5 separate regions of the Mus musculus genome follow, and all the other regions are linked to region 1. The links are chromatin contacts, called in public HiChIP or PLAC-seq maps. All regions are on one chromosome and are shown on one strand. The core of a region is the stretch at or near the end of the contact, and the rest is flanking DNA. Distances in the headings are between cores, read along the strand shown. Region 1 holds the start of Ano6 (anoctamin 6). Region 2 holds the start of 4833422M21Rik (RIKEN cDNA 4833422M21 gene). Region 3 overlaps Gm38469 (spidroin-2). Region 4 overlaps Gm38469 (spidroin-2). Region 5 has its middle 110 kb from the start of 2610037D02Rik.

Region 1 (2,848 bases), core at 237-2,736:
AGACCGGGTGGGTTGGAAGAAGTGGGTGGAAAGGCCTCTGGAGGCACTTTCTGAGGTGCATATAGTAAAAGGGCCACCCCAACACTGGCTATCTGTGGTTGCAGACAAGATGCTCACCTATCGGGCGGTCAGGTGAAACAGTGGCAGTAACTCCTAGGCAGAGATGAAGCGACCACTGTAAAAACTTTTAGTACCGGACTCAGCGGACTCAGCGCACGAAAATCGCCATGGCTAAATGAAGATGGAAACTTCCTCCTGCAACCCACACACCTCTGGAACCGAGAGTTCACTAAAGCCTTCCCTTCCCTTCTCAGTTCCCAGTCTGTCCTGAAGCCGAGTTTTGCTTCAGAGTCCCCCTGCTTCGGCCTCTGGAGGGCTGGCATTATAGGTCATAACTGGTATTACAGGTCGCAGATGGCATTTCAGGCCATAGGGGTCATTGCTAGCATTACTGGTCCCGGCCTCTCTTCCTCTCTCTCCCTCTCATAGTCTCCTCATCTTCTCAAGATCTCCAGAGTTCTGCACTTACTTTTCATGTTACAAGTAGTCTTCTTTGGTAAAAACCGGAGCTTAAGGAGCAAGGAGAGCGTCTCCTGGACGTTTTCTCTAATTTGTACTGTCCTTTAGTGCATATTCGTGATTAAATTCCTGCGTTATTATTGATCGCAATGTTTTTTCCCTTCAAGTGAGAACATTAACTATGAGGTTGGGACTATAGATAAGTGGAGAGTACTCCCTTAGCACGCCAGGGGTGCTGGGCTGGACTCCTAGCATCTGAGAGGCGAAAGAGGAAAAGGGTAAGAATATAAAAGAATAAAACACACAGTGGATGTAGTAGTGTCTTGTCATTGAACATTGACTAGGAACGGGCTCAGGAGGCAAGTGCTTCTCCAGGGAGTGAGCGACAACCCGGGCACTGCAGGGAAGCCACCATTCACCAGCGTCCTTGAGAGCAGCTGTGCAGACCCAAGGACTTGGTACTCCCGCCGCATCTGCGCCCCAGTCCTTGGGTTGTCAGGGCGGCATTCCTTCACTCTCTACCGTCATTTCCCCCTTTCGTTTCTTTGTCCTTCCTGGTACTACAGTTTCCCATATTGTCTTATTAAAGAGTTTACACGTAGCTATGGCGTGTTTTGTTCGGCCTAGTTCCGGGGCTTGGAGGGCACCCCGCGACCACTCCCCGCATGTGCTCCTTCGGGCGGGGGCACAGGGGCTCTCCGTGCGCACGTGTGTCGTTTTCCTCCCCCACACTAAGCGGGCACCTTGCAACGTCTCGTCATTCTGCAGATTAAAGACCCTCGTGAGCTCATAGAAGCCGGCCTGCCTCTGCGGCTGCAGCGCTCCCCGCAGGCGCGGCGCGGCTCGCCCGGCTTCTGCCACTCCCCTTCCCCCAACCCCCCCAGCCCGACTTCCTCCCAGGCTCCTCGCAGCCGGGGCGGTTTGATCTGGGGCGGGAGCGGCGGCGTCCCTCTGGGCATGCTCAGTCGCAGGCTGAGCAGCGCCTGCTGAAGCAGAGCGCGGGCGGAGCGCAGCGGGGCAGTGCCGAGAGGGCAGAGCGGAGCTTGCGGCCCGAGCCGAGCGGAGCCGAGCGGAGCCGAGAGCAGCCGAGTGACGGTCTCCGGGAGACATGCAGATGATGACTAGGAAGGTCCTGCTGAACATGGAGCTGGAGGAGGACGACGATGAGGATGGAGACATTGGTGAGTGCCGGAACCGGGGCCAGGGCAAGGGGGATCCGGGGCGGACGCCTCTGCGCGGAAGCCGAACCTCCCAAGCAACTTCGGGTCTTTTTCCTGCGTCCGCTCCGGGCGGTGTTTTGGGGGCCCCTGCTCCCGGGTTCACGACACACCTGAGCCGGATTCTCCGAGGCCACAGGCTGCGCCGCTGCACCAGCCCGCAGAGACACAAACAAAAGGGCTGGAGCCGCGGGCGCGGGGCAGGGACGCGGGGCGACGCCGGGCGGAGGACCGTGGCACGTTTCCATCAGGCCTCCTGGATGTCAAAATGTTCCCTCTCAAGGCCTCCAAACACTTTACAAAGTAAATTTAGGAGTTGGGTGTGGCTTTTCCTTCCTTTCAGGTTTTGCTCACAGACCAATCAAAGGAATTTGGTAACTCCCAGGTCTAGACGAACTTGGGAATTCCACGCCGCGATTTAGCCTTGGCCTTTCATTGTGACAGCGGTTTATCAGGCACTCCTCTTTGTGGAGAGAGCAAATAGTATTCCTTTTTAAGGAGAGGAGAAAAGTGTGCCCAGGTTAGCCTTCCTGGAGCCTCACACTGTCAAGTAGAAGTTTCTGATTTCCCAGAGTTGAGCAAGTTAAGGCTCTGCACCTGGCGGCTGATTGGGTAAAGGATGTAGGATGCTCTTGTCTCATGAGACTGAACAGTTAAGTGACCGTTTACATAAAATACCACCCACGGGAGCAGCGTTAAAAAGTTACACTCGTATTAGCACAGTTAGTTTCTTAGGGAAATATTCTTGTCTGTCATAGTGAGGCACTCAAGTGAGATCCAGCCGGAATAGAAATTGACATAAGCAAGAGGCTCTGAGTGTAAGCCCTTGCTGCCCTCAGATTTCAATTTAGAAAGAAAATCTAATTTGGTCTAGCCTCTGTTACATGATAGGCATCATAGGTTGTCTTCAGACCCTGCCAGTAGGCTGGCTTTGCTTTTACTGACCCATGTAATTCATGCTTGTTCCACGAAGTAAAACAGCCGATGTAGTTAACTACCTCTGCCTCTTCTTACTGTAGCCTCCAGTATTTAGATTCATACTTTAGATAGCAGACAGCCTGTTTGGACAGGCAACGTTTAAGCAGGTCCTGGCAATTTTTGGTTGTCCTTTA
Region 2 (2,848 bases), core at 108-2,607, 460 kb after region 1:
CCTGTTTTTGTCTCTTATTCCCTACCCTTTGACCTTCCGGAGCAAATAAACCTCCTTTGTGTTGAGAACTTGATCTTGGGGTGTCTTGAGCAGATACTGATTGCCACACATTTTGTGAGACACCTACACAATTCTGGAGGGTCGTTGCCGACTTCAAAGTGGCTAGCCTTTCTCTGTGCCCTGGCTACTGCCAGGGTCAGTGTCCACCTGCCCTGAAGACTGTTTCCCTCTGCCCTCTATTCTGTCCCAGCCTCAGAACCTCACACAAAAACGGGTCCCATGCTTCCAACTGGCCAACAGCCCTCACCTACTGATGTATCTCAGGGGTTGCTATTCAAACACCACCGTGGCCTTAGGCCTTCTTGGGATTCTCTGAGTCATCTATTTTTAACTCCTGCCCAGTTTCCCCGTGGAATGAAACTCCAGCTGCTTAATGGAATAGCTGAGAGGGTACAGTCTCCATTGGGAGAGAGAGAGAGTGAGAGAGAGAGAGAGAGAGAGAGAGAGAGAGAGATCACAAAACAAAAACCAACCAACCTCTGATGGTTAATCTTTGACAAGTTGACTGGATTTAGAGTCAGCAGAGCACACCTGAGGTGTCTATGAGGGAGGGCATTTCAGAACGGTGGAAAGAGCCGTTCTGAAGGCAGAGCATACCATCCAGTGGCCAGGAGTCCTGCCCAGAATAAAGAGGAGAAAGTGAGCCCAAGGTTCAGCCCTCTTTTCAGGATACAAAGTGTCAAGCGGCCTCAAGCTCCTGCTGAGGGACTTCCTGACAGGATGAGCTCTCCTGGCTATCCCCGGAGCCAAAACAAACTCTTCCTCAAGTTCTTTTGTGAGGCATTTCTCCTCTCTGCCCGCCCCTCCCCCCGCCCCCCAATTCCAATCCCGACAGTACAAGGAAAGGCAGGACTGCAGAAGCCCCCCCGCCCCCCAAGAAGGAAACCTAAGAGGCACACCTGCTTTAAGAGTTCTTGGCGTCCAAGTTCTCACATTCACGTAGAGAAGAGCCAACAAAGTAAGAAAGCTGAAAGCATTTAAACAGCTCTGCCCCAATCTGAGTATTAGGTTTGCTAAAAGTGTTTTGTTCCTTGTTGGGAGGATGGCGAGGGACGCTCTGGGAGCGGACTGACTTACCCGCACGGGCCTCTGGGAAACACACAGATGCACTCGAGATCCACGTATTGTATCATCTCATGAGGACTTAGATGTTTGAAGTTGTATGTTTTGAAAATGTTATTCTAAACTTGCCACGTAATAAAAGACCCGCAGCAGATGACTGCAGCTCTCCCGCAGCTCTCCCAGTTTAAATAGGTATTGCATGGCAAGCGCCTCCTCCCCAACGCGTGCGGTGTCAGGCTGGGGGCTGGGAAGAACACACGGAATAATACCGTGTATTCTCCGACTTCAAATCTGGGAGCCCTGGTGCTGCTTTGTCAGGAGGCAGTATCAGTGAAATCTACTTTTCAGATCTTTTCAAAACCAGATGAGCATGCTAGATTTTTCTTTTAAATCAACTGCTAATGGACTCCTTTTGTCCACATGTTTTAATGCCAATGTCAAATACTATATTTTTATGCTTTTTTTTTTTTAATCCCAAAGGTGGAAGAAAAAAAGCATAAGGCTAGAGAGATGGTTCAACAGCATTACTGGCCACTCAACCGGAGGACTCAGGTTCAATTCCCAGCACCCACAGTATCTTAACAACCATCTGTAACTCCAGGTCCAGCTCTGATGCCCCTTTGGACCTCAGGCAGGAGGCTTGTGTGTGGTACATGGACATACATGCAAGCAAAACAACCACACACATACAACTTTTGTAATTAAAAGAAAAAAATGCGCTTTCTCTTAAAATCCATGTGAGTTACATTTTAAATCCTATTATGAAACTTGTAAACAGTTTGTGCTTGGCTGCATACTAAATAAAATGTAATTTAACAGTTTCCTTAGCTCCTGCTCAGATCTCAGGGTCCAAGGGACTCTCTCAGAGGACAGGGAGTCGATTCAACCATAGTTTATCACCTTGGGGCACTAATGGTCATTTTCAGTGACCCCCCTCGCCCCAATCTTTCCTAGATCTATGAGAAAAGAATAACTCTCACACTTAAATGGGTTTAAACGCACACAGCTGTGCAGGAGGGCATAAACGCTCCTTGCGAAACCAAGTCATAGGCACTTGAACGCAAGCTTTCTGGAAGCGACTCAACAGTGAGGAGCCAGCTGCACTCAAGAGGACAAGATAAAGGCAAACTAATTTAAGCTACATTTCAGGGTTTTTGTTTTTGTTTTTGTTTTGTCTTTTGAAAGAATACTTTGAGCCCTCTTTAATGTTTTTTTTAAAAAAAAACATGCATTTTTATGTTTTACTAAGAGTGAAGCAGAGCAGACTGAGTTCTTTTGACTATCTTTGTTTTTCCTTCTGATTTAAACAAAATGCTACCTCAATCCAATCAAGCAGACAGGATGACTGACACATACTCCTAAGAGTAAGGTCCCAAGTGATGGCTGATTCTAACATTAATGTTTTCTGGGGCTAAGAGAGGTTCTGGGGCTAGGAAGAAAATTGTTTCTCTTCCAGAAGACTCAAGTCAGCCCTTACCACATAAGTCACGACTGCCTATAATTTCAGCTCCATGGGATCCAATACCCTCTTCTAGACTCAGAAGGCACATGCACACACGCACACACACACATATACACAAATGCACATGTGCACGTTTACAATTATAATTTTAAAATAAATCTTAAAAACACTAATATTTTGGATGGGCAGTTTAATCCTGGTACTTGGAAGGCAGAGGCAGGTGGATTTCTGAGTCCAAGGCCAGCCTGGTCTATAGAGTTAGTT
Region 3 (2,848 bases), core at 98-2,597, 390 kb after region 1:
AGTGTGACTTTTATCCCATGTGAGAGCACCAAAACTTTCTAACTTCTCTAAGGGAAAAAAAACTCAAAACCCTCCTTTTCTTTCTGTGAGGAATTCTACCTGAACATTTTCCTCCCTAGTTCACAACAAGCCAGGACAGAGAGCTATGACTGTACCCACAGCATGGGGCTTTCTCCTTATGGAAGTGATCTGCCCCAGGGAACATGTGTGTGCTTTTCTTCGAAGGAAGAAGGCAAATAATAGACTTAATTAGCTCAGCGCTTTTCTTGAAATGCTTCTGAAAGCACATGACAGATCTCCATATTCAAACTACCGCCCACACTTGGATTCTACACTGTTTTCTCAAAAGGGGAAATGTACTGATTTATAAACAGAGCTGCTTATAAATACATGCAGTTATTTTTATTTTGTTTTCTATGCTAGATACGGCTTTTGCCTATATATAAGTGAGGGAGGAAACAGCCTTTACAAGGGAAAATTTGTAATTCATTGCTGACAAATCCTGCTAATCATATGGAATAAATGAGTGTACTGTCAACAGTGACGAGGGCTTCCGCTGCCCGGTGCATGCATAATTGACTTCTTTTAATGGATCTTAACACAGACTGCTTGAATAGCTAATTCTTCATACTGTAGCCTTGTAAGAATGTCTTGAGGTTGGTTCGAGTCTAGCCTCTTACCCCTTCAACCATAATGCTGTATATAGCCTCTGAGACACAAGGTATTATTTGTGTTTTCTGGTATCTGTTTGCCCTCTAAAGCCCCAATTACTTAAAACCTTAAAAATATTGTGTGTATGATAGCAACCCTTTCCACAGTCTTCACAGGACACACTCTTTTTCTGTATTTGGCGTATAAAATGTCAACTAGAATCACAGCCGTAAAGGCTTCTCAAAGAGAGGCGAGACTCTAGCAACAACCACTGGGCTCATAGCTGAGGAGTTTTGGGTACTTCAACCTTTTTCTGCAGCATAGAGCCCTCATCTGTAAGTCATAGTAATGACACCTCTGGGAATTGCGGTAGTATAAAATGATTTAATATATACCTGTCACTTAGAACAATATATAATGCTCGATAAATACCACCTGTTATGATCATCAAAACATTGACAAGCCAGTGTTTGAAGTAAGTTCAAGCTTTAAAATAGAAAACAACAACAAAAATCACAACATGAAAGTTTCCTTTCAGCTGTTAATGTATTCTATGAGCAGCCATTACAGTACCTTGAAAGAAAAGGGACAGGAGGAGAGGAGGAGGAAAAAGGGAGCACTCCTAGGAGCAGGAAGGGTGTTGTGGATGGCCTTAGTGATGCCTGTATTTTGATGTTAATTCTGCTTTCCCAACAGGGGTTGTCTGGAATGAGGAATGAGTCACATACTCAAGTGACTTCTTATGAACCTTCCCTGAATGGATAAAGGAGCCAATCACTGGGCGAGTAGGCGGGACTTCCGGGTTGGAGAGAGAAAGCAGGAAAGAGTTAGGGGTCTTTATGAATAGGGATAACGAGAGGGTAAGATGTAGCTACTAGTGTCTCCCAGCTTATATGGCGAATCTGCCAGATTTTCTACCCAAGGATTTAGATTTAAAATGACTTACAAGATTAGGATTCTAGTTGTTGTGTGCAATGATTGAGTTACCATTGTTTCTGAACTAAGTTTGTGTTACATTTTCCTTCATGCGGTGCTTTGACTGGGTTCAAGAGAGAAAGGTACTGTAGGCTAAGCGTGGGTTTGGCAGATGTGCACCACAAAGGCTGTGGGGGATTTGAAGCATGGGGCTGTTGTGGTAGGGACCCACCAGTGGGAACTTAGCGAGCTGGGCGGAGAAATTTTGGAGCTCTGAGTCAGAGAGTCTCCACAAGATAAGAACTGGCCAGCGAGACTTCCCAGGGCTGAGAGAAACTGGGTGTATCACAGGAAAATACCATATCTTTTAAATGTTTCCCAAAACACAAGGGGGTGTTGTCATCCCTTTAGAGATGTAGTGAACACTGGCTCAGTTAGGGAGGACCACCCACAGAAGTACCAGCCACTCCTCCCAGATGAATGAGTTAAGCAAACGATTGTCATAAGTCTTTATAGAAATAAGCAAAGCAAACCATTTCCTTCTTCTGTCCATGCAGAAGAGTTACTAAAATTCTTTTCTGGGAAACATTAGCAATGTCTACCCCTTCTCCTAAGGTCCTAGTGACAAACTGAAGCATGATTCTGCCAACGTGCTCTCTGGGGATCCAATAAGTTTATCGAGCATCCTTAGAAAGCATAGGTCAGGGGTTATTTACAGGGCAGAGGGTGTCCCTCCTCTAACAGGCTGGATCTGAAGCCTTTACCCAGCAGGCATGAGGGCTTCCTCTTAGCCTCCCCAAGTCTTCCCTGACCTATAAACTCCAACCCCTCCCAGATGCCACATGCAATTACAGGCTATAGGGAGGAGTTGGACACTTGGAAGAGCATCCCGTGGTCCCCTCCCCCTCCCCCCTTCTTGAAGATATCAACCGTCAGCAGGTCCAGCTGGCATCATCGTTTTCTGGATGGGCACAGCTGTACTCCAAGATGGCAGTTGTGTGTCTCAAAAAAAAAAAAAAACAAAAACAAAAACAAAAACAAACAAACAAACAAAAAAAACAGTCCCGTTCAACAAGCAGCTTTTCCAAATAGCTTTAAATAGCCCAGCAATTATCTCTCACCTCTCTGGTACTTTCAGAGCTACCTGATTTTCTTAGAGCACACTGTTTATCTACATTATCCTTCCCTATGCTGAGAAGCCACGAGAAAGGTGACCACTCAATGAAGTCTTCACATGTCAGCTTGCATCGCTTGAGGCAACAGTTATTCCACTTCTCCTTTT
Region 4 (2,848 bases), core at 143-2,642, 340 kb after region 1:
TCTTTTCACCCCACTGAATCTCTCTGGTTTTCTCGGTAGGTTTCATCTTCCACTTATAAGGACCCGTGTTTATTATCCTGAGGGAGGAGGGGCTTGTTTGTGTAGAGCTTAGAGTATGCAATCCTCCAACAGCTATAGTAGGCCAGCCTGCGGTGGTTCTATCTTTATTCGTGGCTTCTCACAAAGCACCAATCAGTAAGCAGAGACCCTGACGGGAACCAGATATCCATCCAGGCTGACCCTTGGTGACCTTTGCAAGCCAGTGGAGTCGCCATGTCCCAGCAATTCACACTTTCCAAACCAGCATGACCAGCTGCAGGCCAAGTGTTAGTCATAACTAATCTATCAAAAGAGGGGCATGGTACATCCAAATATAACAGGATCTTTGTTGTCCTGGCACCTAAAAACCCAGCTAGGAACGCCAATTCCATCTGAAACATCTTCGCTTTGCTGGGAGACTTAGCATCGTGACAAGCGCTGGGGACTGAGGCACGAGCTTCTCAGACAGGCCATTATTCTTCCTAGCACGCGTTATTTACTTATTTGTTATTTATAACAAATTCGAACTTTAAAATATTGTAGCTACAAAACTCATTCTATCAGGGCCCTCCTGGATGATTCAGGAGATAAAGAGCTCACCACCAAGCCCGAGGGCCGGATTCTGTCCCTGGGAGACACGTGGTAGGAGAGCACTGATTCCACAAGATTGCCTCTGACTTCCATGAACACCCTACACATGCGCCCATCATATGCTAACTAAATAAATAAAGTAAAAAGTTTATTACGTCTGATTTCTCTGGTGACTCTGAAGTTGATGAACAACGCCAGTAATTTAAAACACACACATACACACAAATAAAATAAAATAAAACCTTCAAGAGCATTCATTTATATATTTTTAATTTATTTGGAAAACTTAAAACGATTACTAAGAAAAAGTTTTTTTTTAAAGAAAAATGTCTATAACCCAAGCACGCACAACTGTTACATATTGACACATTACCTTCAACCCTTTTTTTTGCATTTTTCCACATAATTGATACAAATGTTTATGTTGCTAAACACGGTTATATCAGTATTTGCAGTTTATAAGCTCTGTCGATTTTTAAGTTGCAATGGCTGCAGATGACAACTGCAGCAGCAAGTGGCCATTCACTTGGCCACTACCGTCAGACATTTGACGTATTAAACACAGTGAAGGACAACAGACTATAAACCTCTTTTTAGCGCTCACAATTATTTACATCTCCAGCTACTTCTTCAAGTGAGGTGCTTGGAACAGCATGGGCCAAAGGGAATGAATAAATTTGTTGACGGATGCAAGGCTTCACACAGCAGGCTGTTTGCCTGCCCTCCAGCTCCACACCAGCGCTTCTTTCAACACACCCGGAGCGGGTGCTGGGCACCCTCTTTCCTCTCTCAGTTAATTTCAGTTGAAACAAGCATCTCATTGTTCCCAGGAACATCTCTTTTGGAGCATGTGTGTGTCTGAACATTCCTTCACGTGTCTGCCCGGCAGCTGTCTTGCTCCATGTGTGTGCTGTCCCCGCAGAAAGGTCATCCCCATTTTTTCAAACCCGGTTAAGGGTATACAGCTAAATACAAGAGCGCGTAGATTTCAACAGGTCCTTGGACATTCTTTCCCGTTCTTACCCAGCTCGAAGTTCCTAGTCCTTATCAGATTCTCCCAGGGCTGCGCTCACCTAGGGTTTTCTCAAAACCGGCTTTCTTTCCCTGTCCCTACCTGCTCTGTGGGTTTCAAACTGTTTGCTAGGTCAGCTCAGTTGCAGGGGCTGGACTGACCACCCTTCCTACAGACCTCTCCAGCCTACTGCCTCCCCCACCCCTCTGACACCCCCCTCCAGCTGCCTTCTCACCCCTCCCCCGCCCTCTCACCCCTTCCCTCCCCCTCCTACCCCTCGCCCACCTCACCACCCTTCCCCCACCCACACACAGATAATTTCGTCTAGTGCTTCTCGGCTATCTTCACTAGGTCACTTTCTCGAGAGAGGAGAATGAGTCAGCCAGCTGCACCAGGTGGATAAGGAAGCCAGGTGGTTACGTCTGGGGTAACCATTCCATCAGACCTAGTTCAGACCTGTGCTTCACCTACAACAGGCTGGTGTCTCTGGCTTGCCCTGAGGGCTCTGTGGTGGAAACTGGCTGCCACTTTTGATGATGTCCTCTAGGAAAAGAAAGTAGACTTCTGTTGTCCCTTTTTTTTTTTTTTTAGATTTATTTATTTATTTATTTTATGTATGTGAATACACACTGTAGCTGTACAGATAGTTGTGGGTCTTCGCCTGGTTGTTGGGAATTGAATTTAGGACCTCTGCTCGCTCTGACCTAAAGATTTATTTATTATTATACGTAAGTACACTGTAGCTGACTTCAGATGCACCAGAAGAGGGCATCAGATCTCATTATGGGTGGTTGTGAGCCACCATGTGGTTTCTGGGATTTGAACTCAGGACCTTTGGAAGGGCAGTCAGTGCTCTTACCCACTGAACCATCTCACCAGCCCTCCCCTAGCCCCCCCCCCTTCCTTTTTATTGTAACATTGTTGCAATTCTCTACTTGCTTTTCATCCTGTGACATTTTATGTGATGCCTCTCAACGACTGGTTTTGTACTTAATGGTATGTGAAGGTGACACATTCAGAATGGTGTTTCTTTCTTCCTCTTCATCCTGGAGACCCACACTCTTCCTGGCTTTCACTCCTTCCTTCCTTCTTCCTTTTTTCCTTCCTCCCTCCTTCCCTCCCTCCCTCCCTTCCTCTTTCTTCTCTTCCCTCCAAAGCATCCTTTCTCTCTTATCAGTATCTATCAACCAGCATGATCTCTAAAAG
Region 5 (2,848 bases), core at 258-2,757, 300 kb after region 1:
TAACTGTTGCATTCAAGTTGGGCTACCTGTGATCTTGCCCATGCTATGTACTGTGTGCCCTGTGGGACTACAGAGATTTCAGCCTCTGCTGCGGGAGCACAGGTGCAAGTCCTGAAAGCAAGGCTAGCGCTTGGTAACTGGTAGGATACAAAGTAGAAAAGAAAGAGCTCCTTGCAACCCCACAGCCTCTAAGTAAATCTCTATTTGGCTTAACTGTTGCATTCAAGTTGGGCTACCTGTGATGAATTGTCTTGCCCATGCTATGTACTGTGTGCCCTGTGGGACCACAGAGATTTCAGCCTCTCACTTCTTGGAGCTTACTGTTACCTAGAATAAAAGCTAAACAAGTAATCGCAACATTATGACTAATATGAAAGGGTTAGGAGAACAAAACTAACGAAACAAAGGTGATGGTCAAAAGGAAGACTTCCGTGTTGTTGGGAGGACACAGATCAACTTTAGGGTGCTCTCTTTGGGAGCTTTATTTATTTATTTATTTTTTTGAGATGGGGTCTCTCAGTAAGACCTGGAACTCACTATGATACTAGAAATGGCTGACCAGTGATTCCCAGGGACCCTCCTGTCTCCACCTCCCCAGAGCTATGATCACAGGCTCACCACACCTCACCTGGCAATTTGGACTGACCTGGGCATTGAGCTCCTCATAGCTACTGGGAAACACTTTTCTGACTGAGCTATCGCCCGGCCCTAAAGTCCTATATGAGAAATGACATATGAAAAACAGAGACTTAGAGAATTAGTATCAAAAGTTGGAAAGAACATTTTACTGAGAGAAAGGAACTCTGAAGGTGACATACAAAACCTGAGGGGTGACCCTTTAGGAGGCAGTGACCACACCACTCTCAGACAACACAAAGCATTCTGCCATGGTATTTATATGTAGCTTTGATTTTTTTTTTCAAAGCCTACTTTTAATGATGGTTCTTAAATACTTTAACCTCCCTTCTAGCCCACCACCCACCAGAGGTAGTGGAAAAGAAAGGTTATTATTAGGATACGGGGGAAGTAGATCTGTTTAGAAAGGTTCTTTGGAGCAAATCTCATCTGTGTTGTCAAGAAATCAGCAGTTCAGTTCACAGGTCAGCAGCGGCAGCTCGATCCACTTGCAAACAACTCACAGATACACCAGCAGTCCAATTTGGCAGAGTAAGGATAGCAGACATGAATCAACAGCAGTGGCACAACCTAGCAGAGACAGTCAGGCCTCAGCAGAATCAGCACAAGTTACCAGGACCACCAGGGATGCCAGGAGAAGTTCTGTGCCATGCCTCTCTCAATGAAGCAAAGATCATCAGAGACCCAAGAGATGGAGAGCTAGCTCTACCAGCAAGCCCCTCTCACAGTCTGTTGAGTCCTATTTATACTCCCTTCAAACATCATGTGTCGCCTACGGGTCTTGCCTCAGCACATGACATCACTCTGCCGATTGGCCTGAGTCCGTGGAAGTGCAGGAAAATGCCAGAACAATACTATAAGTTTCTTGGTGCGTTTCTCTCTTTGGAGTCCTGACAAGTGGTACTCAACTATGGAATGTAAGACAGACCAATACGTGTGTCGCTAGCAAAGAATCCTTCATCACAAGTCCTTTCACGTGCTTGCTTTAGCAAAATATCCTTTCACTTGCATCCACTTCAGGAAAACACTCCTTCACATGTTTGCCCTAGCAAAACACCATATGACACAAATGACTTTCCAAAGAACCCTTAAGTCTTTCCACTTCAATGGTAAGAATTCTAGACCTTAGAGTGGGGCAAGGTCACCCGCAGATGTTCAAGTTTCAGCTGTGAAGAGAGAATTCTGGTGGTGTTATAAAGGACCAAAGAGCAGAAACAGTGGTTGAAAGGTTATGAAGCCGATTGGAGTCACCTAGGACAGGGGTCAGCCAACTTCTCACAGACAAGGTCTGTGTCGGTGAGTGGTGGGCAGTGAGCCGCAGGTCTGAGTTGATGAGTGGCAATGTACTGGACCTCAGCCACACCCATCTGCTTAAGCACTGTATGGATGCTTTTGTGCTACAGTGGCCAAGCTGAACATTTGCCTGGATGACCGTTTGCCCTTCGTTGTCAAAATCACCGTTTGTATCTTTACCAAACAAATTGGCAGCCCTTACTCTATCCGAGGGAAGCTGGTAGTTTGGATGAGAACTACGCAGATGGAAGATACAAGAGAGGCATGAGATGTACTGAGAGGTTACATTCAGGAGCTGAAGGAGAGAGATGAATACTGACTTTTAAACATATAACATTGGGAAAGCAGGTTTGGGAGACAATCTTCCCTGGAGGCAACCTTGATTTAAGCCTCGTGGAGGACACTGTACACTCAGCTTCCCAGATACAGAAAGTGCATGGCCTGGGGGCTTGTCTTGTAACTCATAGACAAGTGGTATACAATAAAGTCTCTCTGCCTCAACCAACCATGTCTTGTTTTACCAAATGAAGCTTCTCATCCTAATACTGGGTTACATCTAATTGAGTTGTTGCCAAACAGATCCCATGAGAATCCCCAAACAACCACGGTATTGCCAAGACTATAGTTTGCTCTCCATAACTGATGAAAAGGCCACATCTCTGAATATGGAAACATCTAGTTGGTGACTACGTAGCATTTTCACCCCTACATTCCAGTGTCTTTGGTACAGGAAGGTCTACGCCCTACCAAAAGAAATATGTAAACACCAACCCAGCTACAGCTCCATGGAGGGGCAACAAATGTATCCCACCTGCAAGATATGTTAGTGTAACGATGGCACAAAGCTTGTGGGTGCAACTAACCAGACCTGATGTGACTAAAGACCCACTCCACAAGAGAGAACCCGTAACTGACACCG

What was found. HiChIP or PLAC-seq counts read pairs in DNA pulled down with a chosen protein or histone mark.
Region 2: an H3K27ac HiChIP or PLAC-seq map of double positive thymocytes shows a contact between it and region 1, with 5 times the contacts expected there. The contact joins the promoter of 4833422M21Rik here to the promoter of Ano6 in region 1. A contact is called at or near these places in 11 of 39 promoter capture datasets (the C10 cell line, the SN4741 cell line, cranial neural crest and 7 more), 1 of 484 Hi-C or Micro-C datasets (embryonic stem cells), 15 of 115 datasets of contacts at active chromatin or transcription factors (acute myeloid leukemia, craniofacial prominence, double positive thymocytes and 9 more) and 1 of 9 other capture datasets (pancreatic islet).
Region 3: a contact with region 1 is called in an H3K27ac HiChIP or PLAC-seq map of embryonic stem cells, with 3 times the contacts expected there. The contact joins the enhancer-like site here to the promoter of Ano6 in region 1. A contact is called at or near these places in 14 of 39 promoter capture datasets (the 3T3-L1 cell line, the HPC-7 cell line, HPC-7-derived erythroid cells and 10 more), 4 of 484 Hi-C or Micro-C datasets (cortical neurons, embryonic stem cells and ventral hippocampal neurons), 12 of 115 datasets of contacts at active chromatin or transcription factors (acute myeloid leukemia, embryonic basal ganglia, embryonic forebrain and 6 more) and 1 of 9 other capture datasets (embryonic stem cells).
Region 4: a contact with region 1 is called in an H3K4me3 HiChIP or PLAC-seq map of neural tube, with 3 times the contacts expected there. The contact joins the enhancer-like site here to the promoter of Ano6 in region 1. A contact is called at or near these places in 4 of 39 promoter capture datasets (cranial neural crest, embryonic stem cells, hippocampal neurons and 1 more), 1 of 484 Hi-C or Micro-C datasets (myocytes), 13 of 115 datasets of contacts at active chromatin or transcription factors (astrocytes, bone marrow-derived macrophages, embryonic forebrain and 9 more) and 1 of 9 other capture datasets (pancreatic islet).
Region 5: a contact with region 1 is called in an H3K4me3 HiChIP or PLAC-seq map of embryonic forebrain, with 4 times the contacts expected there. The contact joins the enhancer-like site here to the promoter of Ano6 in region 1. A contact is called at or near these places in 7 of 39 promoter capture datasets (the C10 cell line, the HPC-7 cell line, hippocampal neurons and 3 more), 1 of 484 Hi-C or Micro-C datasets (nephron progenitors) and 3 of 115 datasets of contacts at active chromatin or transcription factors (differentiating embryonic stem cells, embryonic forebrain and large pre-B cells).

What each region holds. Positions count from the first base shown.
Region 1 is chr15:95,789,357-95,792,204 of GRCm38.p6, forward strand. Ano6 (anoctamin 6) reads left to right here and starts at 1,487. Exons shown (of 20, transcript NM_175344.4): 1 at 1,487-1,700. The coding sequence starts at 1,628. The region is part of intron 1 of A130051J06Rik (a long non-coding RNA gene); the gene reads right to left.
Region 2 is chr15:96,253,327-96,256,174 of GRCm38.p6, forward strand. It overlaps 4833422M21Rik (RIKEN cDNA 4833422M21 gene), which reads right to left and starts at 1,358. Exons shown (of 3, transcript NR_130160.1): 1 at 1,138-1,358; 2 at 538-676. The region is part of intron 1 of Gm38469 (spidroin-2); the gene reads right to left.
Region 3 is chr15:96,178,349-96,181,196 of GRCm38.p6, forward strand. The region is part of intron 1 of Gm38469 (spidroin-2); the gene reads right to left. Among named protein-coding and RNA genes, the nearest start is that of 2610037D02Rik, 18 kb to the right of the region's middle. Within about 2 kb of position 1,348, at least 28 of the 459 cell types and tissues checked have an H3K27ac peak or open chromatin away from gene starts, as enhancers often do. A contact at or near this core is called in cortical neurons, embryonic stem cells, epiblast stem cells and 1 more, where this site is marked.
Region 4 is chr15:96,133,934-96,136,781 of GRCm38.p6, forward strand. It overlaps Gm38469 (spidroin-2), which reads right to left. Exons shown (of 3, transcript XM_011245785.3): 3 at 884-1,595. Among named protein-coding and RNA genes, the nearest start is that of 2610037D02Rik, 63 kb to the right of the region's middle. Within about 2 kb of position 1,393, at least 25 of the 459 cell types and tissues checked have an H3K27ac peak or open chromatin away from gene starts, as enhancers often do. A contact at or near this core is called in neural tube, where this site is marked.
Region 5 is chr15:96,088,279-96,091,126 of GRCm38.p6, forward strand. No RefSeq gene overlaps it. Among named protein-coding and RNA genes, the nearest start is that of 2610037D02Rik, 110 kb to the right of the region's middle. Within about 2 kb of position 1,508, at least 3 of the 459 cell types and tissues checked have an H3K27ac peak or open chromatin away from gene starts, as enhancers often do.